Regions from separate parts of the Mus musculus genome. Here regions 2, 3, 4, 5, 6 and 7 are each linked to region 1. The links are chromatin contacts, called in public Hi-C, HiChIP or PLAC-seq and promoter capture Hi-C maps. All regions are on one chromosome and are shown on one strand. The core of a region is the stretch at or near the end of the contact, and the rest is flanking DNA. Distances in the headings are between cores, read along the strand shown. Region 1 holds the start of Maf (avian musculoaponeurotic fibrosarcoma oncogene homolog). Region 2 has its middle 26 kb from the start of Dynlrb2. Region 3 overlaps Wwox (WW domain-containing oxidoreductase). Region 4 has its middle 33 kb from the start of Gm31278. Region 5 overlaps Wwox (WW domain-containing oxidoreductase). Region 6 overlaps Wwox (WW domain-containing oxidoreductase). Region 7 overlaps Gm31278 (a long non-coding RNA gene).

Region 1 (3,412 bases), core at 391-2,890:
TTTCTTCTCCGCGTGAAATCAAAAAAAAAAAAAAAAGTGCAGGCGCACTGCTCACTGATCCCCGCGCGCATTCTGGGTCCCCGCACCCTTGGCGCCCCCATCTGATCACCTCACTTGCAGAGAGGGACAAAGAGTTCAGTCAAGTTGGGCCCCTGGAGCGTCAGATTCAAGGAAGGAAAGCACTCGGCTACCCCCATCAACAGCCACGAAAGATGCAGAGGATGGATCAAAGATCGAAAACTGCAAGACAAATAAATGCACGTTGTCAGGGTGCGGGACCGGCAGGGGACAGGGGAGTTCTGGCGGATCTCTGCAGCATGAGAGCTGCGGTTCAGCCGGGCAGGCCTCTCTCGAACTCCGAGGAAAGCAAACCATCCTCCCGGGTCCTACCGGATTCCAGCCGCCCTTTTAGTAAACTCTGTCCCCTGGTGCACTAAACTTCGCACCGGCCGGTGGTGGGGGGTGTTGCTCCCTGGCTGCGCCCCAGTAGCAGCGCCGCAAGGGTTAAGCAAACCTGTCCCAGCTGACAGTCAGCTGATTGGGCTGTGATTGACAGCTCCGAAAAGTTTCCTTGTTTCTATACTATTATGCTAATCGCTGCCGCTCTCGCCGCCTCCCATTGGCGGAGAGTGCCAGTCAATTTCCCATTTGAGCCTGACGTCACGGGTGCTATAAAACTCAGCAATTGCTTTAAACTCTTCTCGCTGGGATCAGAGGCTTTAAAATCTCTTTTCATCTTGGAGCTGTAGCTCGGGCTGCTCGTCCGCTCGGCCTCTCCCCCCAACCCTTTTGCTCTCGGCTTTGCCTTGGCCCAGGACTTGCAATTTTGCTTTAAAAAAATAATAAGAAAGAAAAAAAGAAAAGAAAAGAAAAACCAAAACCAAAAGAAAAAAAGTGGGGGAAGAAAGAACTTAACTCCCCCCTCCCTTGCCTCCAGCCGGCCTGCACCTCGGTCTTGCACTTTGCACGGAGGGAGAGGGTGAGAGAGAGAGAGAGAGAGAGAGAGAGCGCGCGCACGCGAGGGATCCGGAGAGAGAAAAGAAAATAATAATAGTAACCATAAGAGCCAGGCAGAAGAGGAGAGAAGCGTGAAGTGTTAACCACTCCGGTGTGGAGGCCGGCGCCTCCGGGACAGCCACCCGCCGCGCCACACAGCCCCGGAGCAGCCTCCGCGCGCGCCCCGCCTGCAGCCCGGCCGGCTTAGGCGAGCCCTCCTTATGCAAAGCGCGCAGCGGAGCGGCGAGCCGGGGACGCCGCGCACCGGGCCGTGCTCCTCCGGCATCCTCTCTGCCGCTGTCATCACCACCGTCACCGCCAGCCGCGGAGGACCTTCCCGAGCCTGAAGCGCCCGGGATCGGAGCTCAGGGAGGCGAGCAGGCGAGGAGGGGGCCCGGGGCGAGCGGAGGAGAGAGAGCGAGAGAGCAAGAGAGAGAAAGAGAGAGAGCACATTGGCGTGAGCAGGGGGAGGGAGGGCGGGCGCGGGGGGCTGCGGGCAGGGCGGGGGGTGTGTGCACGTTCGAGCTTTCGGGCCACAGCCACCGCCGCGCAAGCTAGAAGCGCCCTAGCCCGGCAAGCTGGCTCACCCGCTGGCCACCCAGCACAGCCCGCTGGCCCCTCTCCTGCAGCCCATCTGGCGGAGCGGCGGCGGCGGTGGCGGCGGAGGCAGGAGGATGGCTTCAGAACTGGCAATGAACAATTCCGACCTGCCCACCAGTCCCCTGGCCATGGAATATGTTAATGACTTCGATCTGATGAAGTTTGAAGTGAAAAAGGAACCGGTGGAGACCGACCGCATCATCAGCCAGTGCGGCCGTCTCATCGCCGGGGGCTCGCTGTCCTCCACCCCCATGAGCACGCCCTGCAGCTCGGTGCCCCCGTCCCCCAGCTTCTCGGCGCCCAGCCCGGGCTCGGGCAGCGAACAGAAGGCGCACCTGGAAGACTACTACTGGATGACCGGCTACCCGCAGCAGCTCAACCCGGAGGCGCTGGGCTTCAGCCCGGAGGACGCGGTCGAGGCGCTCATCAGCAACAGCCACCAGCTCCAGGGTGGCTTCGATGGCTATGCGCGGGGAGCGCAGCAGCTGGCCGCGGCAGCGGGGGCCGGCGCCGGCGCCTCCCTGGGCGGCAGCGGCGAGGAGATGGGCCCCGCCGCCGCCGTGGTGTCCGCCGTGATCGCCGCGGCCGCCGCGCAGAGCGGCGCGGCACCCCACTACCATCACCACCACCACCACGCCGCGGGGCACCACCACCATCCGACGGCCGGCGCCCCGGGAGCCGCGGGCGGCGCGTCTGCCTCTGCGAGCGGCGCGGGTGGCGCGGGCGGCGGTGGCCCGGCCAGCGCCGGGGGCGGCGGCGGCGGAGGCGGCGGCGGGGGCACGGCGGGGGCGGGGGGCGCCCTGCACCCGCACCATGCCGCGGGCGGCCTGCACTTCGACGACCGCTTCTCGGACGAGCAGTTGGTGACCATGTCGGTGCGCGAGCTGAACCGGCAGCTGCGCGGGGTCAGCAAGGAGGAGGTGATCCGACTGAAGCAGAAGAGGCGGACCCTGAAAAACCGCGGCTATGCCCAGTCCTGCCGCTTCAAGAGGGTGCAGCAGAGACACGTCCTGGAGTCGGAGAAGAACCAGCTGCTGCAGCAGGTAGACCACCTCAAGCAGGAGATCTCCAGGCTGGTGCGCGAAAGGGACGCCTACAAGGAGAAATACGAGAAGCTGGTGAGCAACGGCTTCCGAGAAAACGGCTCGAGCAGCGACAACCCTTCCTCTCCCGAATTTTTCATGTGAGTGTGACACGCGATCCCAGCTAGCCACCTTGTTAAATGCTCCGTGGGGGTCCCGCTCCTGAGTGGGCTTGCTAGTTGCAGGGCCAAGCTCGCTCGGCCACCACCTCGCCCCCTCCCCTGGCGAGTTTGCTCCCCTTGGCCCTGAACAGACACACACACACACACACACACACACACACACACACACACACACACACACACCAAGCTTGTGGTGGTGGTGATGGCTCTTTTGAATTGGGGAGGGAAAGGGTGTCTGGCTCATGGATTGCCAACCTGAATTCCCCCGTAACTTGCTAGCTTGGTTGTTTTGTTCTTTTTTATTATTATTATTATTATTACAACTACTACTCTTTTTACACCGCCTGCCCCACACATACCCTGGACTTGCACAAGGGTCAAAGATCTGAGCAGCATACTTCATGTAGGGCATAGCTCACCTTTGAACCGGGCCATCAATTGCCTGTATATATATTTTTTCTTCTTCTTCTTCAGCTCATGAGCTGGTGTTCATTCTGTGTGTGTGTGTTTGTGTGTTTTATTTTGTTTGGATTTTCTTTTTTCTTCTTCTTCTTCTTTGTTTTTGTTTATTATTACTATTACTAATTTTTTGGAGCTTGCTGTGTTTCCCAG
Region 2 (3,412 bases), core at 677-3,176, 770 kb before region 1:
ACTTCGCTGCTACTTCATAAGTATAATTTTGCTACTGTTATGAGATGTAATGCAAATATCTGCACTTTCTGATGGTCTTAGGTAACACCCGTGAAAGAGTCATTCACCCAGAGGAGTTGTGACCCACAGGTTGAGACGCATTGGCTTAGCATGACCACACAACCAAAGCTTTGTGCAGAGTTTATTTGAAGGCAGCATCTGTTGTGATTTTCAAAACAAAGTAATTTGTAGCTCTTTGATCAGTTCTCTACATCCCCCCCCCCCCCCGTTTCCAGAGAGGTTCTCACTGAACCTGGAGCCCACTTATCACCTAGGCTGGGCAGTCAGTGGATTTCCCAGATCTGCTGGCCTCCACTCTGCTGGGGTTCCAGGCATATGGCTATGGTTCTGCCTATAAAAAATAAGATCTATTTTTTATTGGATATTTTCTTTACTTACATTTCAAATGTTATCCCCTTTCCTCATTTCCCCTCTGAAAACCCCTCTATCCCATTTCCCTACTCCACTGCTCACCACCCACCCACTCCCTGCCCTGGCATTCCTCTACACTGGGGCATCTAGCCTCCTCCCGTTGATGTCTGTCAAGGCCATCCTCTGCTACATATGTGGCTGGAGCCATGGGTCCCTCCATGTGTACTTTTTGGTTGGTGGTTTAGTCCCTGGTAACTCTGGAGATACTGGTTAGTTCATATTATTGTTCCTCCTATGGGGCTGCAAACTCCTTCAGCTCCTCAGGTCCTTTCTCTAGCTCCTCCATTGGGGACCCTGTGCTCAGTCCAATGGTTGGCTGAGAACATCCACCTCTATAGTTGTCAGGCACTGGCAGAGCCTCTCAGGAGACAGCTATATCAGGCTCCTGTCAGCAAGCACTTGTTGGCATCCACAATAGTGTCTGGGTTTGGTAACTGCATATGGGATGGATCCCAGGGAAATGCAGATCGAAACAACCCTGAGATTCCACCTCACACCAGTCAGAATGGCTAAGATAAAAAAGTCAGGTAATAGCAGATGCTGGTGAGGATATGGAGAAAGAGGAACACTCCTCCATTGTTGGTGGGACTGCAAGCTGGTACAACCACTCTTGAAGTCAGTTCTGTGGTTCCTCAGAAAATTGGACATGGTACTACCGGAGGACCCAGCTGTACCCAGAAGGTGTTCCAACATGTAATAAGGACACATGCTCCACTATGTTCATAGCAGCCTTATTTATAATAACCAAAAGCTGGAAAGAAGCCAGATGTCCCTCAACAGAGGAATGGATACAGAAAATATGGTACATTCACACAATGGAGTACTACGCAACTATTAAAAACAATGACTTCATGAAATTCTTAAGCAAATGGATGGATCTGGAAGATATTAACCTGAGTGAGGTAACCCAACCACAAAAGAACACACATGGTATGCACTCACTGATAAGTGGATATTATCTCAGAATCTTAGAATACCCAAGATCATTTTTTTAAAAAAATTATGTTTATGACAGCCTGCTTATAGGATTGTATCCATGGTGCAGTACTCACAGGGGCCAAAAGGGGGCAGTGAATCCCCTGTAGTTGATGGCCCTGATGTGTGTGCTGGGCACTGAACATAGGTCTTGCAGAAAAACAGGAAGTGTGCCTCAGTCCTGAACCATCTCTCTAGTTCATGAGCCTGGCTTCTAAGTGGGGATTGAACTGGGGTTCTCATGCTGGTGTGATAGGCACTTGACTGCATGAATCCCTCTTAGATGATTTTCAAAGCATCCTGGGTAAATATCCTGGTGGCCAACCGGTTCTTCTTCATTGTGCGAGAGAGGCCAGGCAACTGGATGGAGAATGCACCATCAAAGAGCAAGCAGTTCTTTTCCTTGGAAGAGGAGGCACCTTGGGAGGGCATCTTTTTGTTTTAAGGTGGTGGCCATCGTACTCCAGCCTGGAAGCTCTAGAATGGTGCGGTTATGGAAGTGCACAGCCCACACTCTCCGTTTGCACAAACGTCTGTGTCCATGGAGTAGAGATGTATGATCGCAGAGGACTTTTTGGTGGTTGTGGTTCTTGCTTTATCTAGACCTCTCATCCCTAAATCTTGAACAAAGATTCATGGTTGTCAAAAATCCTAACCTTCCTTGAGCCTAGGAAAAAGAACCGCAACATTAATTTAAGAACAAATAGATGGGGCATGCCCATTGTTGCATAAATGGGAAATACGACGAAACTAAGAGAGAAGACAGGAAACCAGAAAGTTCCCCAAGAGATAGGGTGTGGCCATCTGTCGATCAGCTGGACTGGGAAATGCCAGGCGTCCCACAGGAAACCTGGTCTCACCGGAAGCTGATGCTGGCCTCGTGGTTCACTGGCAGCTCTGTGTTTATCTAAAAAATCTAAGCTCAGGCTGCCTTTTATGATCATACACGAGGTGGTGTTGCATGCTGAGCTTTGAGAAGAACTGGATTTTCAGTGGTGTTTTCACCCTTGGGACTAGGTGCTGAGAGCTCCGTGCTGTGTATTAATGAGAACTTTCATGCCTTGCTTTGGGTGGTATTGGAATTTGTGTGTGTGTGTGTGTGTGTGTGTGTGTGTGTGTGTGTGTGTTAGATGAGCTACAGCCAATGTGTACTCCGTTATTTATCACTTCCCACCTGAGACCTAGGCTGAAGTGAAGGAATCCAAATATCCACCTTTACCAACTCACTGTTTTTGCTTCTGCTCACCAAGTCCCCTGGCACTCACTAAGGGTTCCAGGATTCTTTCTAAGAGACATTTTGGAAGTGAAATTAGGCTAAAATTCCTACTTTAAATGATCAGCTCCATGTATTATGGACCTGGAGATCTCAGAGTACATACCTTGCTTCACAAACACAGTGGCTATTTATATGAGTACACTGTTGCTGTCTTCAGACACACCAGAAGAGGGCATCGGACCCCATTACAGATGGTTGTGAGCCATCATGTGGTTGCTGGGAATTGAACTCCGGACCTCTGGAGAGCAGTCAGTGCTCTTAACCACTGAGCCATCTCTCCAGTCCAGGCAAACTCTTATGACTCTTCAAAACCATACCCAACTGCCACTCCCTTGTTTGTCCCCCCGAACTTCCCAATAAATCTACCCACATCTCTGTCCTGCCATTGTCCCTTCAATGGATCTCTGTAAATGCATTCTCAATGGGCTGTTGTCAGGGGGTCAAAAAGATTGGCCAAGGGGGAGATAAAAATCCTTTTATGTATGAAGCATAAATATATGTGTGGTATGTAAACATAGAGACTTAAAATTTGTGATGTAAGGGTTGGGGATTTCACCCAATGGTAGAGCGCTTGCCTAGCAAGCGCAAGGCCCTGGGTTCGGTCCTCAGCTCTGAAAAAAAATTTGTGATGTAAATAGATTAGAGAAAATACATCTTAAAATGCTCTGTTCTAGAATTAGTGGGTTTTTT
Region 3 (3,412 bases), core at 460-2,959, 680 kb after region 1:
ATCTCTCTAGCCCCTGATAGCCCAGGAACAAAGGGCACTTCACTAGAAGGTGACAATGCTCCTTTAGGAACAGGAATGAAAGCTTTCCTATTTTTCTATAGCTCGAAAGCTGCATGTGCTTGCCTGTAGACAAGCTCTGGACTGACCGAGGCAGTCAGTGTTCCAGCTCCATAAACCAGTGTTTCTAGAGATCCCAAGGGTCACCCACCATTAGCTCTGGCCTTGGCAGCCCATGGTCTGTCCCTGGGAACCGGCTTGAGGTCAGTCATCCCATGAGTACACATGGTTGGGCTGTTAACAATGTCCCAACCAACTTGGGGGCAGGAGAGATTGGAGAGATCCACACAAGACTAGCTCTGAGGTTCTTGGGTTAATCTTGTAAAGTAGCCAGTTGTCTGGCTCAAAAAGTCCACCATTTTTTTCTTTTTTTAATAAAATGTATGTTTTAATTTGAAGATATTAATTGCGTAGGAATTATTTGACTCTATGATTTATAGCCCAGCTGGAATCCCACGGTCTTCCCCCTCCATGTGTGCTGACGCCATTTTCCCTTTTGTATACCTATCATTCCCCATTGTTTATCTTCCCTGATTGATGTTCGGGCTCGGGATGTTTTCTATTATGAGATTCATAATTATCCCTGGTAATAGAGAAGGCTTCCCTATTATCTTCAGGGAACCTGCCCAAATTATTCATTGTAGCCCACTGGTACTGCACCGTAGGAAAATAAGAATTTATTTCCCATCCCAGGCATATGGTAGATAAAAGGATGTATTTATTTCTCCATGTTTCAAAAGGATTAGGCTTTGAAAAAATAAATATCACTTACGCTGTCAGTAAGCAGAACTGTGGTTCAGAGTTTAGAGGGCCCCTCTTAGACTAAGAATAGCAAATCTAACTCTCTCTCTCTCTCTCTGTATGTATATATATATATATATATATATATATATATATATATATATATGAAAGAGGAGAGTAAGGAGGCAGGGAATCAATTATAGCTTTACTTGGCTAAATAAATGAACGCTATATATTTCAACCATTATATTGGTCTACAAGGCATCCAGTACCACCTTGGACCTCAGAGTTAACTAACGCACTTATTTATAAAAATGTTACTGAATTCCGGCGCTCCTTGACCCCTGGCTATTCCGGGAGCACATTGGATACATCATCTGGGTTTTGCCTAATTACACATAATTAGGAAATGTAATTATGCTTCTCAGTGTTGCTCTGCCATTAAGAACCGAGTGGACAGCTGAAACCCTGGGGAGGAGTCAGTGCTTCCAAGAAAACAAACGAAAACTATGAGCCAACCTCTAAAAATAGGGAATGCACTGAAGGTTAGTAAATCAAACCTAGATATAAAAATAATAATAATAAAAAATTGCTCTTGGCTCTGGCTAAATATTTGGTGGTATGGTTAAGCCACTTCATGGTGTGCTGTTTCAGCCATGCTGAGGCAGGGGCATGGAATGAATTATTTTACTCCTCAATTACTTTGATTTGCTAACGTCCTCACATATTTATGCTCTTTTTTTTTTTTTTAAATGCCTCATCCTTTACTTTGGAACCCTGATCTGCTGAAGAAAGAGAGTCCCAGTTATCCTGGCAAAGAATTATATCATTTCAGTCGTGAGCTTGCTGCATCCATAGACAGTTAGTGCCTGAAGCTTAGGCACATTGAACAGTTATGTCATCTCCTCCAGCTGGAGAGCCTCAGCCCTGTGGGGAAGACCGGTGGTTCTTCAGGTCAGCACAGTGGTCACAATCATCCTGAATGTGCCCCAAGACCTGGCTGAATACCTACTGTCACCAGGCTCTGAATAGGGTGGCTTCTTAGTACAAAAAGTTAGAATTTCCTGGGTGACTAGAGAATCTTCTAGAAAGGTTATTATACATAACTTCTGGAGTGGGAAGTCCTTCTATGTTCTCGTCTTAGCTTCTGTGTTTATTGAATTTTCCTCTGCTGTTATAGCAGCTGACAGCAATAAAGTCGCACACTCCATTAGATGTGCTATTTGTGGAAACAGTGCTTTGGTGCCAAAAAGGAAAAAAAAAATAATAAGAGGAGAAATGATTGCCAAAAGCAAGGTCTCAAAAATAAGTGCAATGTTAGCAGCGCTCACGATACATCCAGCTTGGTAACACACCGCTTCTTGGTCTCGCCAGTCCTGACATGTGTGAGCGTGGGTGTGTATGTGTTTACATTTGTGTGTGCACATGTGTGTACACATGCATGTCTGTACATAAGGTTTTCTTTCCCATATGTCTTTTAATAGTTTTTTTTTCCTCCCATGGGCCTGGAGAGAGAATCAGCCATTGAGAGTATTTCCCAGTCTCCCCGAGGAACTGAGTTCAAATCATAGCACCCATGTTGGGCAGCTCACAGCTCCAGGGGATCTGGCATTCCCTTCTGGTTTCTGTGTGCATTCACACACATGTGAGATACACTCACACAAACACACACTTTAGCTCCAGAAAGAAATCTTTAAAACACTCACTTTAAAATGCTTTTTGAATCTACTTATTTCTTTCACAGTTTTGTGGGTGTACAATGTACTCTGATCACCCCTAGTATCCTCTTATGTGTCCTTCCTCCGTCCTCTGATCCTCAAGCTCTTCTCCTGCTGCACACCTGTTTTTCTGTTTTCTTTTCATTCTTTTTTTTTTGTGTGTGTGTGTGTGATCCAAGGAATTTATCGAGGGTTAATAGATAGCATGAGTATGGGGAATGGAGAGTTATTGATAAAATAACTATTTGAAAAAGAATGTCTAGTTGTTTTTATTGGGGTTTTGGAGTGAAATTAGTGAATAACATAATCCACTATGCATATAACTAACCAAAAATTGATTAAAAAAAAAAGTCTGAAGTATAAAATAAACAGAAAAAAAAAAAAAAAAAAAAAGGAACCGGAACATCATAGTGAAGCCACTATTTGGAGATCAAGAATAGACAGAGCCATCCTTAGGGGTAATATTTGCCACTTTCCATGGTGTTATCAATGCATCTCTGGACGCAGATTTGAGGAGCATAGGAAGAACCTGTTCTCCTGGGTGTTGAGGGCAGCTAGAGGGTGCAAGTGCTCACCAATGGTGAATACAGTAAGTCTTGAAACATACAAGTCACACGTCATCAAGGCTCAAATTGTTGTGAACCTCCCAAGATGCCTCCTAAGTGTTGGCATTTTGGACATACACAGTACAATCTTCCCCTTGTTTAGAAAGTGTTTGCATTTCTGGGAGACTTGAGACACATTGTGTTTCTGTGTGAAGAATAGTGAATTCAGAGTTAAAGCCTTACCAGCTGGCATACATGCCCCGTGGCCCAGGGGTGTGTTCTCAGTTTCCGGGCAGCTGTGTTGTATTGAGACACTGGACAGAGCTGTAGACATCATCTACTAAATGTCCA
Region 4 (3,412 bases), core at 546-3,045, 680 kb before region 1:
GTGTCCTTTGCACAGATGAGGATGCTCGGCCCAAGCAACTGAATGCTCTCCAACACTTACCTGAGGCAGCTTCAGGCTGGCTGCTGTGGGCTTCTGGGACAGCTAGCCTAGAGAGGCTTCCCTCTCCACTACACAGTAAGCAGAGAAGTAAGGATTAAACAGAAGGATCAGTTGCCTCAGAGCATCCATCCCACAGTGGACTAAGTTTTTCCGAGGTTTGATGTTAAACCAAATGCAAAGGTCAGATTCAAGCAGAGGTTGGGAGAAAAAGAAAAGCAAAACTCTCATCTCAAGGAATTTTATGTGCATTTGCATGTCTCTGTGTGTGCATGTGTGTGCACCCATGTGTGTGGAGGCCAGAGATCAACCTCAGATATCTTTCTTTAGATGCCAACCACCTTGTTTTATGAGGCAGGGTCTCTCATCAGGTTGGAACTGAGTAGGCTACGCTCCCTGGCAATGAGTCCTGCCCATCCCCTTGTCTTCTTCACCTGTCTAGGCTGGGTTACAAGTGTGCATCATCATGGCTGGTTCTTTAATCCATTGCTACGGATTGAACTCAGGTCCTCAGGCTTGCAGGAACCACTTTACCAACCAAGATATCTCCCAGACTATATATATATATATCATCATTGTTAGGAGAGAGAGGGCAAATAGGCCTACAACAGGCACCAGACAGCCCATCAAAGTTCCCTGTAAAGCAGTTTCTCTACCAAGGCACATACTGCCCCCGTGCCACACGGCCATTGGCTATAACGAGCAATGATCCGGGCTCCTTATCTTTAAAGCCAGTTAAAGTCAAAATTAGGCAGCGTAAGAGCATCTGTAAGTTAGCTAGCATCTCTCTGGATTGTGGCTCTTTGGCCCATGGGAGAAGAATCTATTGAGAGGAAGAGGGTGAGCTGTTTAGCGCCCATGGCAAGGGCTCCTGACAGCTTTCTGTCCTCAAGCGGATGTGCCCAGCTAGTGCTGTCCATGCGCCTCCTTTGTTTTAAGCTCCAGGACTGTTACGGGCTCCCTTGCCGATGAAAGATGCAGAAAACCGCAACACAACGAAACTCTAGCCTGCGTCTTAAAACACACCATAATTGCCTGGAGAACAAAAGTAGAAATCGGTCAAGTCGGCAGACGGACGTTGATTGTTAAATTGTCAAATGGCTGGTTTTTACAGCATCCTTGGGGAAAAGTCTACCTTTCCCTCCGCAGATTTTTGAAACAAAGATCCCAGCTTGCTTGAGTGCTCTGGTTTATGATGTACTTACAAGGTTCATTCCTTCAGCGCTTGGAAGCAGAGAGTTGGTCTCTGCCTCCCCAAGCCCCGCCCCCCCTCCCCGGAGGTATCTTTAGCTTCCGATTTATGTTCCTTTAAATAAAATATCGAAAGACACTTTTCCTGAATTATTTCTTATTGAATGTACCCCTTAAGTCCCCCTTTCTTTAAATGAAAGGACTAAAACCCACCACTGTATTTTGACAATGGTTTTACGGCGACCCATAACGATACATTCTGTTCTCATTGTAATTGCCCCGGGTTGAACTACGCTTATTTTAGCGGAAAGCGTTCATTATTTTATCAACAACTGGCAGACCCCGCTGGTATTTACTGACTTTTCTTTAACCAAAACAACGATCTTATCTTTCATTCCTGCTTCAGCTGCTCAATCTTGCCTAAGAAATTTGGGAGCCCCCTTTGAATGGAACCCAGCACAAAGCCTTTAAGCACTCTAAGCAATAGAGTTGTAGCGAATGATAGACAAAAAAAGCCCTCCGAAGAATTGGTGCTTAATTACAACTTAATTAGCATAATTATGCATGCTAATGGCATCTCAAATGAATAGCAGTTGTCAGGAGGTTGGGACCATCTGTAAGAATGTCGGATTAATACATCATTTTTTATTTCTAACCACGCTGTAACTCTTTCCCCGAAAGTGATTTCCATTAATCAAGTTCATTTTTATTATATAGAAAATTTGGCATTTTTCATTATGGGCCATTATCTGTTTCCCCACGCAGCCCTAATACAATACTAATGAGCCCCCGAGTGGCGGGCCGTGTCGACAATGGGGGTTCAGGTGTATTACTGTAATTGTTACAAACAGCACAGGCTACCTCTAGAGTAGCTGGGTCTCGTCTCTCAACACCCACCTTGCCACTGGGATCCCCCAGGGTCTAGTACAATTTTCGGAGTTTTATCAAAAAACATACATGTTTGTGGTTGCAGAGAAGCGCTGTGAAGAGAAAGAGGCCCGTGGTTACCTGCAGCAGAGGCCTCTGTCTGAGAAGCCCTTCTGTGGAAATGGAAGGAGGCTTCGGAGGGCAAGAGGAAGGCTGTGCTTCCACTCAGCCCAGCTGGGCCCCGGGGAGGAGCCTGCACTGTCAAGCCTGGAGGCCTGGACCTCTTCTGCAGAGCCGAACAGGCCAATCACTCATTGCTAAGCATGGTCATAAAACCGCAGGGGTGCCGCGCGTCTTCATGGCACTTAGCCCCCAAGACACACCCCAAATGGCAATCTCAAAATCCACATCTGGATCCCTCCCTCCCGCCTGTGCCACAAAGAGGGGATCTGAGCTGCTGCTGTGTGCTCTAGCTTAGTGCTTACAAACTCTGGCTTAAAGCATTGGGGGTTGGAGGGGGCAGGAGTGTGTGCTGGGGTGTAGGGTGGAGTTGTTCATGGGCCCTCCTCCTTCTCATCAGACCCACTACCCTACATAATTGAGTCAGGACTTCCCATTCCCCCCCCCCCCCCCCCCCCCCCCCCCCGAGGAGATGCATCTGTTGCTACATTTACATTCAGACTAACCTAACGCCAGGGTTGGTGTCCAGGGTCTCTTTAGAGAGCAGGAGTGTCCTTCAGCCTTTTCTATCCACTCCCAAGCTCCAGGGAGCATCCGAGCTGCTCAGAGCAAGAAAGGCCACAGCTGTGTGTCCAGCCCTGATTGCTGCCTTACCAAGAGCTCTGCCTTGGCAGGAACAACCACAGACCTCTCCCTCTGGAACAAGACCAGTTACAAGGGCTGGTGGGGGTGGGGTGGGGTAGGCGAGCCTTTCCGGGGGAGGGGTGCAGTGAGAGTGAGGAGTTTGTTTTTTTGGTTTTTTGGTTTTTTGGTTTTTTTTGCAGTTGTGGCTAGGGAAGACTGGTGGGGTTGGAGGTGCAAGCAGGTTTCATAGCCTTGGCAGGGTGGGAGGCACTGGGACCTGGGCTGGTCTTGCCTCTTTCATGTGGAATCTACACTGAAGGCTACTACTGATCCAAGACACAGGCTGACTACATGGTGTTCTTGTACGAAGACGAGAGTGTTTTATTTATCTGAAATTTAAATTTGGCCTGGCATCCTTTCGATGATTCTTTGTGCGTTAGTAACCTTGTTCTGGAGACAGATAGCTCAGCCTTGAATCCGGTCCCTGTCTCTC
Region 5 (3,412 bases), core at 597-3,096, 660 kb after region 1:
AGGACTATACATACGTAGCTCAAGCTCTCCTGGGACAACTTCTAATCCTCTGCCTTCACCTCTCAGACACTGAGATTCCAGACATGTGCCATTGCACTCAAGTATGCTGTACCAGGGACTGAACCAGGGCTGTGGGCAGACTTAGCGAACACTCTTCCAGCTGAGGTCCATCACCAGCCTCGGGTATTCTCACGTTTGAGATGAGGTCCTGGCACGTTGCTCATGCTACTTACAGCTTCCTAGTGTGATTCTCTTGCCTCAGCCTCCCAGGTGGCTTGGATTATCACCTCCTCTATTGCCCTTACGCAGACTGTGCTCTAAAGGGTGGAAATGTGTGTGTTCTTAAGACTTCTACTGGGTAGAGGCATTCGTGAAGTCAGCGTCAGGAGGCCGTGAACCTGAAGGCTGCAGCTCTGAGGAGCAGGAGGACTCCTCTGTTCTGATTCAGAGTCTGGGTGGAGGAAACAGCTAGTGAACGTTTCCTCTTTATGGAAAACAGATTTTAAGCCTTTCCATGGGAGTGTACAACATAGCAGACAGGTACAATACATACACAAGAAGCACGCCTGTCGAACAGTTTCACAAGCTGTATGTTCACAGCTATATGAACAGAAGACGGCTGTCCTTTGAAGGGCCCCTGTGTCTACAGTAAGTAGAGACGATGGGGTGACCACCAATGGGAGGGCAGACTAGACATCAACTGGGGACGGTGTGTACACAGCCTCCAGTAACGGGTCCGAGCAAATGTGCAGTATGGAAAAGGACAAAGTACAGAAAATGAGCATTTACTGGATACTTTGCCAGACATCATGTGCTCGTTTGCACACATGTTTTCCTTTCCTTTCTTTTTCTTTTTGTTGTGGTTTTTGTTTTGTTGTTGTTTGTTTGTTTTGCTTTTTACTTACCACTTGGGTTATCCAAAGTTGCTTTTTTTTTAACATTTATTTACTTAATCAGTGTGTGTGTGTGTGTGTTGGGTGTGTGTGAGTGTTGGGTGTGTGTGTGTTGGGTGTGTGTGAGTGTTGGGTGTGTGTGTGTTGGGTGTGTGTGAGTGTTGGGTGTGTGTGTGTGTGTTTGTTGGGTGTGTGTGTGTGGTCAGAGGATAACTTTCCATAGTCAGTGCTTTCCTTTTAACATGTGGGTTCCGGCCATCAAATTCAGATCATCAGCTTTGGCCACAAGCATCACTACCCACTGAGCCATCCTGCTGCCTCTCACTTTCATTTATAGCCAGGAAATGGAGGCAAAGAGAGGTCAAGAGGTCGAGGCCATGGCTGCCAGGTCCGTGCTGTACCGTACTTCTGCATTCACCCACCATGCTAATTCACTACACTGTCTCTCAACCTGGCATCTCTTTGATATCCCCTCCTTTAAAAGGCTGTTGGTTATTTTCCTCTTGGTGAAATTAATAACCAACTTATTAATATCAGAGGCTTGTGTTATGTTAATTGAGGAAGGCAACCTGAAATAAGGGCAGAACCATTGCACTGTGTAACCTGCTCAGAGCTGTTTCCCTACAACTTGTCCATGGTCAGTCTCAATTTAGGGCTGAGCCAGTGATGCAGACTGGCTTTGGTCCAGAGGCAGAGGTCACAGGAGCCATGGTACTGAGGCCCAGTGAACATCAAAGACTGTGCCTGCCATGTGGCCCCTCCGGCATGCACCCTGGACCTTCATAAAGACAACAATCCTTTAATCCATGCATCGGGCTCCAGTTCACCCCTCTCCCACTTCCTGCCACCATGACACAGTTATTCAGGAAGTTCAGCAGTGTATCCAGGTCACAGGGACAAGGACAAAGCCATGGAGGGGAGGGGTTATTCTGTCTCTTCCTGTTTTGTGACAGTAGCTGAGATCATTATTTCTGACTGTCTGGTTAAAAGAAACCGAAACAGCCTTGGGAATGTTGCAGTGGTTACAACCGGTGCTGGATGCTGTTGTTCATTTATCTGATATTCCACGAATGTTGACTGAATTTCTTCTATGTGTAACCACAAGTCGTGCTTCTTTTTTTTTTTTTTTAATAGTATTACCTTGAAATAAATTTCTCTAAAAGAATCTATCCTAGGGCTACACAGAGAAACCCTGTCTCAAAACAAACAAACAAACAAAACAAAACAAAACAAAAGAATCTATCCTAACCGTGAGTCTCTGGGATTTGGGTGGAGACATGCAAGGTTCAACTTGAATGGGCAGAGAGTTAGTTTCCTATTGAAAGACTCTTGAGTAGCTGAGGAGGGTGAGGAGGGAGAGAGAAGAGGAAGAAAACATGTCATGTTACACAGACCAGGTTCGTGTAATATATACAGAGATGACGTACACAAAAAACAAGGACAGGACCATGAATTGGGGGCTGCTGTGGCAGCTCTGACCATCATTGCGAGAGCTGGTGACTCAAGCAGTTCAGGCCTCTGTCTGCCCATGTGTTAAGTGGAAGGTTAAAGGGGATTTCCCTTCCTGGGCCTCTGGGCCTTTAAACATTTGAAACACGACGCTTTGAACTGACAGTCATAGTGTATGTCTCTGCATTTAGTCGAAAAGAAACTAGGTCACTGGCAACAAACCGAATTGAAAGCAGACCCCGGGATGGAAAGGGAAAGGCTCTTCAGGACCTTCCCACCTGCCTTGTGGTTGAGAAGTGGAGAGACTCTCCCTCCAGTTGGGTTCTGAAGCCATGTCTTGTCAAAGCATCACATCTGGACAGGTGACAGACAGACACTTGGGTTAGAGCTGAAGTAAGAGCTTCCCCCAGCCCAGGACTGGAGAGACCAGCCCGTGAGGAAACAAACACATGCAACTTAGCTTTCAAACCCAATACATCCACATGAGGGGTGGGCCAGTGAAGTCAGAGAGAAGCAGCGTGCTCTCCATTGCTGCCAGCCCCTCACTCCTGAGGCTGGGAGAGAGCTGGGAGTCAGGTGGAAATGAGCCCACCCCCAGCAGGCAGCTCCGGTCTTACCTCTGCAAGCTCTACTATGAAGACATCTAGAGGTGATTCCTACTGTTGAAAAGTCAGGAGTGTACACACCAGGAACACTCGCTCACCCATTCAGAGTTGGGGAGGCACTCTAAGTAGACCATCACTCCACAGACTAAAAAATCAGGATAGGAGATGGGGTGCCGTGGGGGGTTGGTTGGGAAAATGCTCAATACACAAGCACGAGGACTTGTGTTCAACTTCCGTGAAACTCATGGTTTCAAAACAAAACAAAACAAAAACATTAAAAAGCTGAGCATGATGGTACTAGCTTGTCATCTCTCGGCTGGGGAGATGAAGATGGGGATGTCTGTGGCTTGGTGGTTAGCGAGAGCCATTCTCAAAACTTAGGTCATAGCGCCTGAGGAATGAATGCTGAGGTTGTCCTCTGGCCTCCATATGCACCTGCACACACACACACACACACACACACAC
Region 6 (3,412 bases), core at 447-2,946, 640 kb after region 1:
AGACGTGTCTGTGTCTGTGTGCATGTGATATATGGGCATTCGAGTGTTCGTATGCATATGCATGTATGTGGAAGCCTGGCAACAACTTCAGGGGCTTCAGGTATTGTGCGCCATATTTGTGAGACAGGGTTCCTTACTGGGACCTGGGACTTGCTGATTCAGCCAGGCCAGCTGGCTGTCAAGTCTCAGAGATCCATCTTCTTCTGATCTTGCTCTCTACTTCCCAGCACTGAGCTAATACACACACCATCACCACATCTGATTTTTTTAACATGGTTTCTGGGACCAAACATTGGTCCTCTTGTACTTTACTACGTTATTTGTCCAATCCTGGTTTGATGGACTTTTTCTTCAATTTTTCTATGACATAAACTAAGAGTCATTTTGAGGGATTTGGGGAAGACAGTTGGTGATATAATAAAAATGTAGACAGATGAGGTTTGCTCTTCCCTTAGGCCTTGAGGACCAAGGACCATAAAGAGTGCTCATGGCTGGATTCTGTGAGCCAGGCAGTGTGAGGGCAGAACTGGGCAGCTGATAGCTACAGGTGTTTATTGAGAAGTGATAAAAGGATCTGAAACCCGGTTCTCTGTGAAGCAATACCTGAAATGAGGCTGAGGCTGGTGTTTCCACAAACAGAAAGTGAACGGGAAGGTAGCTTTTCACTAACGTCACAGGTAAGGAGTAATCTTAAGTTGGAACCCACAGTTAAGTAAGCAGACAGAGTCTGGATCCTACCATCCCCCTCACCGCACCTCCTGGTCTGGCTTTGCCCTTCGAGTTAAGACAGGGTTGTCAGGGCCGCAAAGAGGGCGGGAAGGGATTGAATCGGCCCCACTGCTGGGAGGCCAGTTTAGCAAGTGAATGTGGATGAGCCACCATGACTGTGACCTGTGTCCTGGGGACAACTGCCCAAGACTCAGGGACTAAGGGTGGGATGAGTGTCTGGTGGGAGCCTGGGAGATCAGAGCAGAGGGCCATTCCCGAAGAGAACAATGAGGGATCTTTGGTCATAGGGTTTTGTTTAAAACTTACTTTCACAGCTTGGGCTGGGCACGTGGCTCGGTGGCTAGAGTGCTTGTCCAGCATAAAGCCCTGTGCTCAACCCCCAGGACTGTATGTATCCCGGCTGGAGGCGCAGGGCTGTATAATTCTAACACTCGGGAAGTGGAGGCAAAAGTTCAAGGTCATGGTTAGCTATAGCGTAAGATGGAAGCTAGCTTGAGTTATGTGAGAGGTTCTGTCCCCCCCTCTCTCTCTCTGTCTCTGTCTCTGTCTCTCTCTGTCTGTCTGTCTGTCTGTCTCTCTCTCTCTCTCTCTCTCTCTCTCTCTCTCTCTCTCTCTCTGTGATAATTTTAAATAACCATACTTCAATGGCAAATATGCCCCTTTAACCAAACGTGTGTCAGTGTACATTTGCTACAAAACTGCTGACCTCATTTATTAAAAAAATAAAAGTGACCCCCATGTCCCCGTATCCCTGTATCCCTGCAGTGGGAATTAGAGAATGAGCACACTGTATTGTGTTCACACTGTAGTGATGACGCATGCTCTCGGGTAATAGAAAGCACCTAATGTGAAAGAGATAATGAAGGGGGGGGGGGGATAGAACCGCACAGCATAGATTGTAATCCAAATAATCCGGGGGGTGGGGGGACCTGGAAACTAACAGGGGCCTACAGAAGTTCTCGGAGACCGCACAGGAAACTCGCTCTGAAGGTGCGGATGGGCCTGGAAACCTTGTGTGACCGCTGTTGCTATGGCTGTGGGACAGAAAAAAACAAAAAAACAAAAAAACGCAGAGCTAAGATCTTGAAAGTCAAAAGATAAGGGGGAAAATTGTCACCTGCCCACACTGAGTGCTCGTTCAACGACTGCGTTCTCGCTGAAGCCTAAACGACCAAAGAACAACAGTTTCTTCCTTTTCCTCCCAGCCCAAGTAACACCTTGACACTCAGCCATGTCTTCTCCTGAGAGGCGGTTCTCCTGGCTATTTTATCCACCAGAATATATTTGGAGCTGAGAGAGTATGGCGGGTGCATTGCCCGCATACCCTGTCAGTTTCACTGCAGAGCCTTGGGGTCTAGAAGGATGGATTCAGGCTCGGGATCCAGGGTAGACGCCAGGGGCTGGCAATTCTCTTCCCTTTCCCTCTCTTCTGTTCCTCTCCTCACCTTCCTGCCTCCCTTCCCCGAAGTATCTCTCCTTCCCTTCCTTCCATGACCTTTCTATCCTTCCTTTCCTCTCTTGTCCTTCTTTCTCCTCTCCTCCCCTCCTCTTCCTACCCCTCCCCTCCCCTCTCCTTCCCTCCTCCCTCTCCTCCTCTTCTTCCTCCCTCCTTCTCTCCCTCCTTTTCTTTTCCCCCTTCTCCTCTGTTCTCTTCTCCCTCCCATGCCTTTCCTTTCCCTTCTTACTTCCCCTTCTTTCTTTCCCTCCCTTCCTCCCTCCCCCTCCCCTCCCCCCTTGTCTTCCTCTCTGTCCCCTTCTCCCTATCATTTCTCCTTGACAACATCTTTCTAGGTAACCGAGACGGGTCTGAAACTCATAATCCTCCTGCCTCAGCCTCTCTGAGGGATTATAAATGTGCACCACCATACCTGGCAAGTGTCATCTATAAGGAGCTCTTTGCAAATGATTTCTGTGATTGTGAGCCAGTGTCTGTGACAAATACTCAATTCTGACATTGTAGCAATAAAAGAATAAAGGGTTTTTTTTTTCCTGTCTAAAACAGACAACAATTGTAGTCTGCCAATCTAGGTTTCAATCAACATTGATGTGTAGTTTAGCAGTTTCCGAAGTGAGAAATAAAAAGCAAGAGGCACAGCACGGGTGTCATCAGTGTCAGAGGCAGGCGTCATCAACCTGAGAGTCAAATTCAAAGAGGGCCGGGGCCAGTGTGGAAGGAAGGATACTGGGATAGTGATCCTGTTCGGAGGAAAGATAGGGAAAGTTCTGGGGACTGAGTGCTGGGGACTGAGTGCTTGCTGGGACTGACTGCTGGGGACTGAGTGCTAATACTAAGTGCTAGTACAGAGTGCTGGGGACTGAGTTCGGGAAAGCATCTCAGTGAATCAAGTGCAGTGCCAAGTGGCCAGCCTTGGGGAAAGAGACTGATAGTTACTAGAAGGAAGAGAAAAGGAGCGAGATCCAGGAGACAGGAAAGGACTACAGGGCAGTCTGGAGAATATGGTTGAAAACATGACTTCAAAAGGAGAAAGAAGGGCTGGAGAGATGGCTCAGTGGTTAAGAATACTGACTGCTCTTCCAGAGGTCCTGAGTTCAATTCCCACCAACCACATGGTGGCTCACAACCATCTGTAATGGGATCTGATGCCCTCTTCTGGTGTGTCTGAAGACAGCTTCAGTGTACTCATATGCATAAAATAAATAAATATATCTTTAAAAAAAATAG
Region 7 (3,412 bases), core at 439-2,938, 630 kb before region 1:
TGAGGGAGTGAGTGAGGGAGTGAGGGAGTGAGTGAGTGAGTGAGTGAGGGAGTGAGGGAGTGAGTGAGGGAGTGAGAGAGTGAGTGAGGGAGTGAGGGAGTGAGTGAGGGAGGGAGGGAGTGAGTGAGTGAGGGAGTGAGGGAGTGAGAGAGTGAGTGAGGGAGTGAGAGAGTGAGTGAGGGAGTGAGGGAGGGAGGGAGTGAGGGAGTGAGGGAGTGAGTGAGGGAGGGAGTGAGGGAGTGAGTGAGTGAGTGAGGGAGTGAGGGAGTGAGTGAGGGAGTGAGAGAGTGAGTGAGGGAGTGAGGGAGTGAGGGAGTGAGTGAGTGAGTGAGGGAGTGAGGGAGTGAGGGAGTGAGTGAGGGAGTGAGGGAGTGAGAGAGTGAGTGAGGGAGTGAGAGAGTGAGTGAGGGAGTGAGGGAGTGAGGGAGTGAGGGAGTGAGTGAGGGAGTGAGGGAGTGAGGGAGTGAGTGAGTGAGGGAGTGAGGGAGTGAGTGAGGGAGTGAGAGAGTGAGTGAGGGAGTGAGGGAGTGAGGGAGTGAGTGAGTGAGGGAGGGAGTGAGTGAGTGAGTGAGGGAGGGAGTAGATGCAGAAGGGTGGGGAAGAATTGGAAGAACATATGTAGGCTCTGGAGCTGAGCAGGGAAAGCCAATGCTAAGATCTCTATAAAATAGTTGGCTTGACTTGGTGCTTTGAGGCTTACTGCCTCTGAAAGATTTCTCAGGGAGCTTTACGTACTTATTGCTGTTCAAATTCTAGACTACACCCCCTCAATGTGCGCCAGCACACACACACATATGCACACATACACACATGTGCACACATATATGCATATATGCACACACCCTGGTACAACTGTTGTAACGGGGACAAAGGTCTTGGTGGCATCTGCTAAGGGGATACTTTCTCTTTGGCCCTTCTTCAAGTTGGATAACTGCCTGCCATGCCGGGCAAGAGGCTGCAGCAGGGCCGATCAGTGATAAGATGATAAGAGAGGCCTCCACAGCACTTGAAATCTAGGCTCAGCATGTGGGGAGAACACCAGGCTTTCCCTCCTTTGGGCCTCTGACCTTGGGCAGGATTTTAAGTTTGAACCTGTATGTTCTTTGGACCTTATTGAGTTAAAGTAAGCAGTCATAAAGACATGTAAGACTGTGCTGCAAAGCTGGCTTAACTCAATGGTTAAGAGTGACTCCTGCTCTTCCAAAGGACATGAGTTTATAGTTTTTTTAGCATCTATGTTGGGCAGCTTAAAACTGCCTGTGTTCTACACTCCAGGAAAATCTCACTGGGGATGTTTTCTCAGGCTTGGTGGAGGCAAACAATGGACTTGAAGCTCAGAACATGGTCAAGGGCTCGCCCAGCACACTTGACAATAGTTTTCCATCTCTCTTCTTTCATGGTGCCTTCTCCACCAAGAGTAGATGCTTCTTTGCTACCCAAATGCAGAGCAGGTCATCTCCTGTCTATGACTCTGCCCTGTGTCCTGATTATTTCTCTTCTCTTCCATCTCAATCAGCTCCATCCATACCAGATAATTTCTCTTCTCACCCTTGCCATGCCAGGACAGAACCAGATCCCTTAACAAACAGTCCTCATAGGGCAACTCTACCATTCTGTGGCCTCTGCTGGCTTGGAAGCTGCCAGGCTGTGCCAACAAGGCCAAGTGTCTAATTGCCTTTCTGAAAATACTGCCCTCATTGATTTACTGGCAGCTGCAGACTCAGAGTCGGGCCAGAGTGTCACCCATTGGCCCTGTACTACCCTGTCTGGTGACATGGAGACTCTCAACCCACCCGACCTCATCAGCCTTCTTCTGTATTCCAGGCCCTCACCTCATTGACTGCGCTCATGCTTCCTAGAACAGGAACTGAGTCGCCTCAGCTGGCCAGCTCAGGACTCATCCTGATTTACATCACCATTTCACCATCTGATAAGAATGACCACAGGAAGCAAGGACCTCTTAGGACACTTGTGAGGAGGGTATTTCACATGGGGACAGCGATTCTTAGAGCCACGTCTCACCCACCCGAGGGATTGACTCTCTTCTCACCTGCCAAATACATGTACCTTATTCTTCAATTGTGGATCCATGACTAAGGACAAAGATTATTGGTGCCTTGTGTGTCTGCAGAGGGGTTGGTGCAATGTATTTATACGTACTCTCAGGTCTGGATAAGACAAATGTTTCTTACTTCAGTCAACATAATACAATGAAGGAGGTTTATTAGTAAATGGGGCAGAACAGCCCAGGAGTTATGTTCGATCTAGAGGGTATAGCAATAATGATAAGACCTTTTTCTTAGCTTTCCTTTCCTTTATATTGGTCTCTTTCTCATAAATCAGGGTGGCTGCCATTGGCACTATTTCAGCTTCTTGGTTATCCCAAAGGATACTAAACTATTTTTCTCTATGGTTCAAAAAGAACTAAAAGACATAGTCTAAATCTCATCAAATCTGTTGTGGACACAGGCTGTTAGACCAGACCTGAGTCTACACAGAAGTCAGATATGAGGCCAGTGCTCTCCATTCCACTGCATGGAGAGTGTACATGGGTCACTACCTCATGGTAATGGCGGCCAGAATTTCTTTTTGGAAGTTAAGAGTTTCTAATAACTTCCCAGTCCTTGTGTTTTGAATCTGTTATTAGGTGTGTGTGTGTGTGTGTGTGTGTGTGTGTGTGTGTGTGTGTGTGTGTGTGTAGGGAGAGAGAGAGAGAGACCATAGATATATGTCCTTGATAAATTTGTTCCTTTCTCTCAACTAAGACATGCCCATTTCTATCTTTGTAAATATTTGTTGTTTATTCTGTTGGATGTAGCTGCCACCATCTGGTTTAGTTTTAACATTTATTGAATTTCATGTTCTCTACAGCCTTACGTTTAAGACACGTTTCTTAATAGACAGCACATGGGTCAGTCTTCATTTTTAAAAATCTATTTTGACATTCTCTTCCTTTTGAATTGATATTTGTCTATTCATATTTAATATAATTATTGACATAATTGTATTTGAATATTTGGGTTTACCTATTATATTTCATTAGTCCCTTATTTGTTTTGGTCTTATGTTCCCCCTTCTATACTTTATTTGGGGTATTTGATTATATGTTAGACTATAATATATATATTTATCTATGTATATTAATTTATCAACTAGCTTTTCAGTAAGCTTATTTTTGGGGGTGTACATGGATATATAGTCCTAACTGTGGACACTTAAACCTTAGAGTCAATATTGTGCCACTGCAAATTGAATATATGAAACTTAACATTGTGTGAATTTTTTCTTCCCTCCTTCCCTTTATGTTATAGTAGCCACATGCGTTATATTACATGCATTTTAAAGATTTAAAAAAATTACATGTGTGTGTGTATGTGTGTGTCTGTATATGGATGCCCATAGGCCATCAGAA

Evidence for each region. Promoter capture Hi-C pulls out the DNA fragments that hold promoters and counts their contacts. A called contact is a pair of places that touch in the nucleus more often than the background predicts. HiChIP or PLAC-seq counts read pairs in DNA pulled down with a chosen protein or histone mark.
Region 2: a contact with region 1 is called in an H3K4me3 HiChIP or PLAC-seq map of bone marrow-derived macrophages, with 6 times the contacts expected there. The contact joins the enhancer-like site here to the promoter of Maf in region 1. A contact is called at or near these places in 2 of 39 promoter capture datasets (embryonic stem cells and pre-B cells), 1 of 15 datasets of contacts at CTCF or cohesin (large pre-B cells), 3 of 484 Hi-C or Micro-C datasets (B cells, large pre-B cells and pro-B cells) and 13 of 115 datasets of contacts at active chromatin or transcription factors (SST interneurons, astrocytes, bone marrow-derived macrophages and 8 more).
Region 3: a contact with region 1 is called in a Hi-C map of uterus, with 4 times the contacts expected there. The contact joins the enhancer-like site here to the promoter of Maf in region 1. A contact is called at or near these places in 7 of 39 promoter capture datasets (the 3T3-L1 cell line, the C10 cell line, the HPC-7 cell line and 4 more), 1 of 15 datasets of contacts at CTCF or cohesin (pro-B cells), 5 of 484 Hi-C or Micro-C datasets (bone marrow-derived dendritic cells, cortical neurons and uterus), 14 of 115 datasets of contacts at active chromatin or transcription factors (SST interneurons, T-cell acute lymphoblastic leukemia, astrocytes and 10 more) and 4 of 9 other capture datasets (adipose tissue, embryonic stem cells, liver and 1 more).
Region 4: a contact with region 1 is called in an H3K4me3 HiChIP or PLAC-seq map of neural tube, with 6 times the contacts expected there. The contact joins the enhancer-like site here to the promoter of Maf in region 1. A contact is called at or near these places in 5 of 39 promoter capture datasets (cranial neural crest, embryonic stem cells, hippocampal neurons and 1 more), 1 of 15 datasets of contacts at CTCF or cohesin (stem cell-derived epiblast-like cells), 13 of 484 Hi-C or Micro-C datasets (adipose-derived mesenchymal stem cells, embryonic stem cells, liver and 4 more), 18 of 115 datasets of contacts at active chromatin or transcription factors (VIP interneurons, astrocytes, craniofacial prominence and 12 more) and 2 of 9 other capture datasets (adipose tissue and embryonic stem cells).
Region 5: a contact with region 1 is called in an H3K27ac HiChIP or PLAC-seq map of thymic regulatory T cells, with 15 times the contacts expected there. The contact joins the enhancer-like site here to the promoter of Maf in region 1. A contact is called at or near these places in 3 of 39 promoter capture datasets (the HPC-7 cell line, cranial neural crest and pre-B cells), 1 of 15 datasets of contacts at CTCF or cohesin (large pre-B cells), 2 of 484 Hi-C or Micro-C datasets (CD4 T cells and bone marrow-derived dendritic cells), 14 of 115 datasets of contacts at active chromatin or transcription factors (astrocytes, bone marrow-derived macrophages, craniofacial prominence and 10 more) and 3 of 9 other capture datasets (adipose tissue, embryonic stem cells and liver).
Region 6: an H3K27ac HiChIP or PLAC-seq map of regulatory T cells shows a contact between it and region 1, with 9 times the contacts expected there. The contact joins the enhancer-like site here to the promoter of Maf in region 1. A contact is called at or near these places in 6 of 39 promoter capture datasets (the 3T3-L1 cell line, the HPC-7 cell line, HPC-7-derived erythroid cells and 3 more), 1 of 484 Hi-C or Micro-C datasets (bone marrow-derived macrophages), 22 of 115 datasets of contacts at active chromatin or transcription factors (T-cell acute lymphoblastic leukemia, Th17 cells, astrocytes and 16 more) and 4 of 9 other capture datasets (adipose tissue, embryonic stem cells, liver and 1 more).
Region 7: a contact with region 1 is called in a promoter capture Hi-C map of liver, with 5 times the contacts expected there. The contact joins the enhancer-like site here to the promoter of Maf in region 1. A contact is called at or near these places in 5 of 39 promoter capture datasets (3T3-L1-derived adipocytes, embryonic stem cells, hippocampal neurons and 2 more), 6 of 115 datasets of contacts at active chromatin or transcription factors (bone marrow-derived macrophages, embryonic limb bud, embryonic stem cells and 3 more) and 1 of 9 other capture datasets (pancreatic islet).

Annotation. Positions count from the first base shown.
Region 1 is chr8:115,705,122-115,708,533 of GRCm38.p6, reverse strand. Maf (avian musculoaponeurotic fibrosarcoma oncogene homolog) reads left to right here and starts at 1,640. Exons shown (of 1, transcript NM_001025577.2): 1 at 1,640-3,412. The coding sequence starts at 1,671. The coding sequence ends at 2,783.
Region 2 is chr8:116,477,020-116,480,431 of GRCm38.p6, reverse strand. No RefSeq gene overlaps it. Among named protein-coding and RNA genes, the nearest start is that of Dynlrb2, 26 kb to the left of the region's middle. Within about 2 kb of position 1,926, at least 21 of the 459 cell types and tissues checked have an H3K27ac peak or open chromatin away from gene starts, as enhancers often do. A contact at or near this core is called in B cells and bone marrow-derived macrophages, where this site is marked.
Region 3 is chr8:115,024,193-115,027,604 of GRCm38.p6, reverse strand. All of the region lies in intron 8 of Wwox (WW domain-containing oxidoreductase), which reads right to left. Among named protein-coding and RNA genes, the nearest start is that of Gm39257, 65 kb to the right of the region's middle. Within about 2 kb of position 1,709, at least 4 of the 459 cell types and tissues checked have an H3K27ac peak or open chromatin away from gene starts, as enhancers often do. A contact at or near this core is called in uterus, where this site is marked.
Region 4 is chr8:116,383,239-116,386,650 of GRCm38.p6, reverse strand. No RefSeq gene overlaps it. Among named protein-coding and RNA genes, the nearest start is that of Gm31278, 33 kb to the right of the region's middle. Within about 2 kb of position 1,795, at least 45 of the 459 cell types and tissues checked have an H3K27ac peak or open chromatin away from gene starts, as enhancers often do. A contact at or near this core is called in adipose tissue, adipose-derived mesenchymal stem cells, embryonic basal ganglia and 3 more, where this site is marked.
Region 5 is chr8:115,045,040-115,048,451 of GRCm38.p6, reverse strand. All of the region lies in intron 8 of Wwox (WW domain-containing oxidoreductase), which reads right to left. Among named protein-coding and RNA genes, the nearest start is that of Gm39257, 85 kb to the right of the region's middle. Within about 2 kb of position 1,846, at least 30 of the 459 cell types and tissues checked have an H3K27ac peak or open chromatin away from gene starts, as enhancers often do. A contact at or near this core is called in regulatory T cells and thymic regulatory T cells, where this site is marked.
Region 6 is chr8:115,063,220-115,066,631 of GRCm38.p6, reverse strand. All of the region lies in intron 8 of Wwox (WW domain-containing oxidoreductase), which reads right to left. Among named protein-coding and RNA genes, the nearest start is that of Gm39257, 100 kb to the right of the region's middle. Within about 2 kb of position 1,696, at least 8 of the 459 cell types and tissues checked have an H3K27ac peak or open chromatin away from gene starts, as enhancers often do. A contact at or near this core is called in regulatory T cells, where this site is marked.
Region 7 is chr8:116,332,562-116,335,973 of GRCm38.p6, reverse strand. All of the region lies in intron 2 of Gm31278 (a long non-coding RNA gene), which reads left to right. Among named protein-coding and RNA genes, the nearest start is that of Gm31278, 18 kb to the left of the region's middle. Within about 2 kb of position 1,688, at least 6 of the 459 cell types and tissues checked have an H3K27ac peak or open chromatin away from gene starts, as enhancers often do. A contact at or near this core is called in liver, where this site is marked.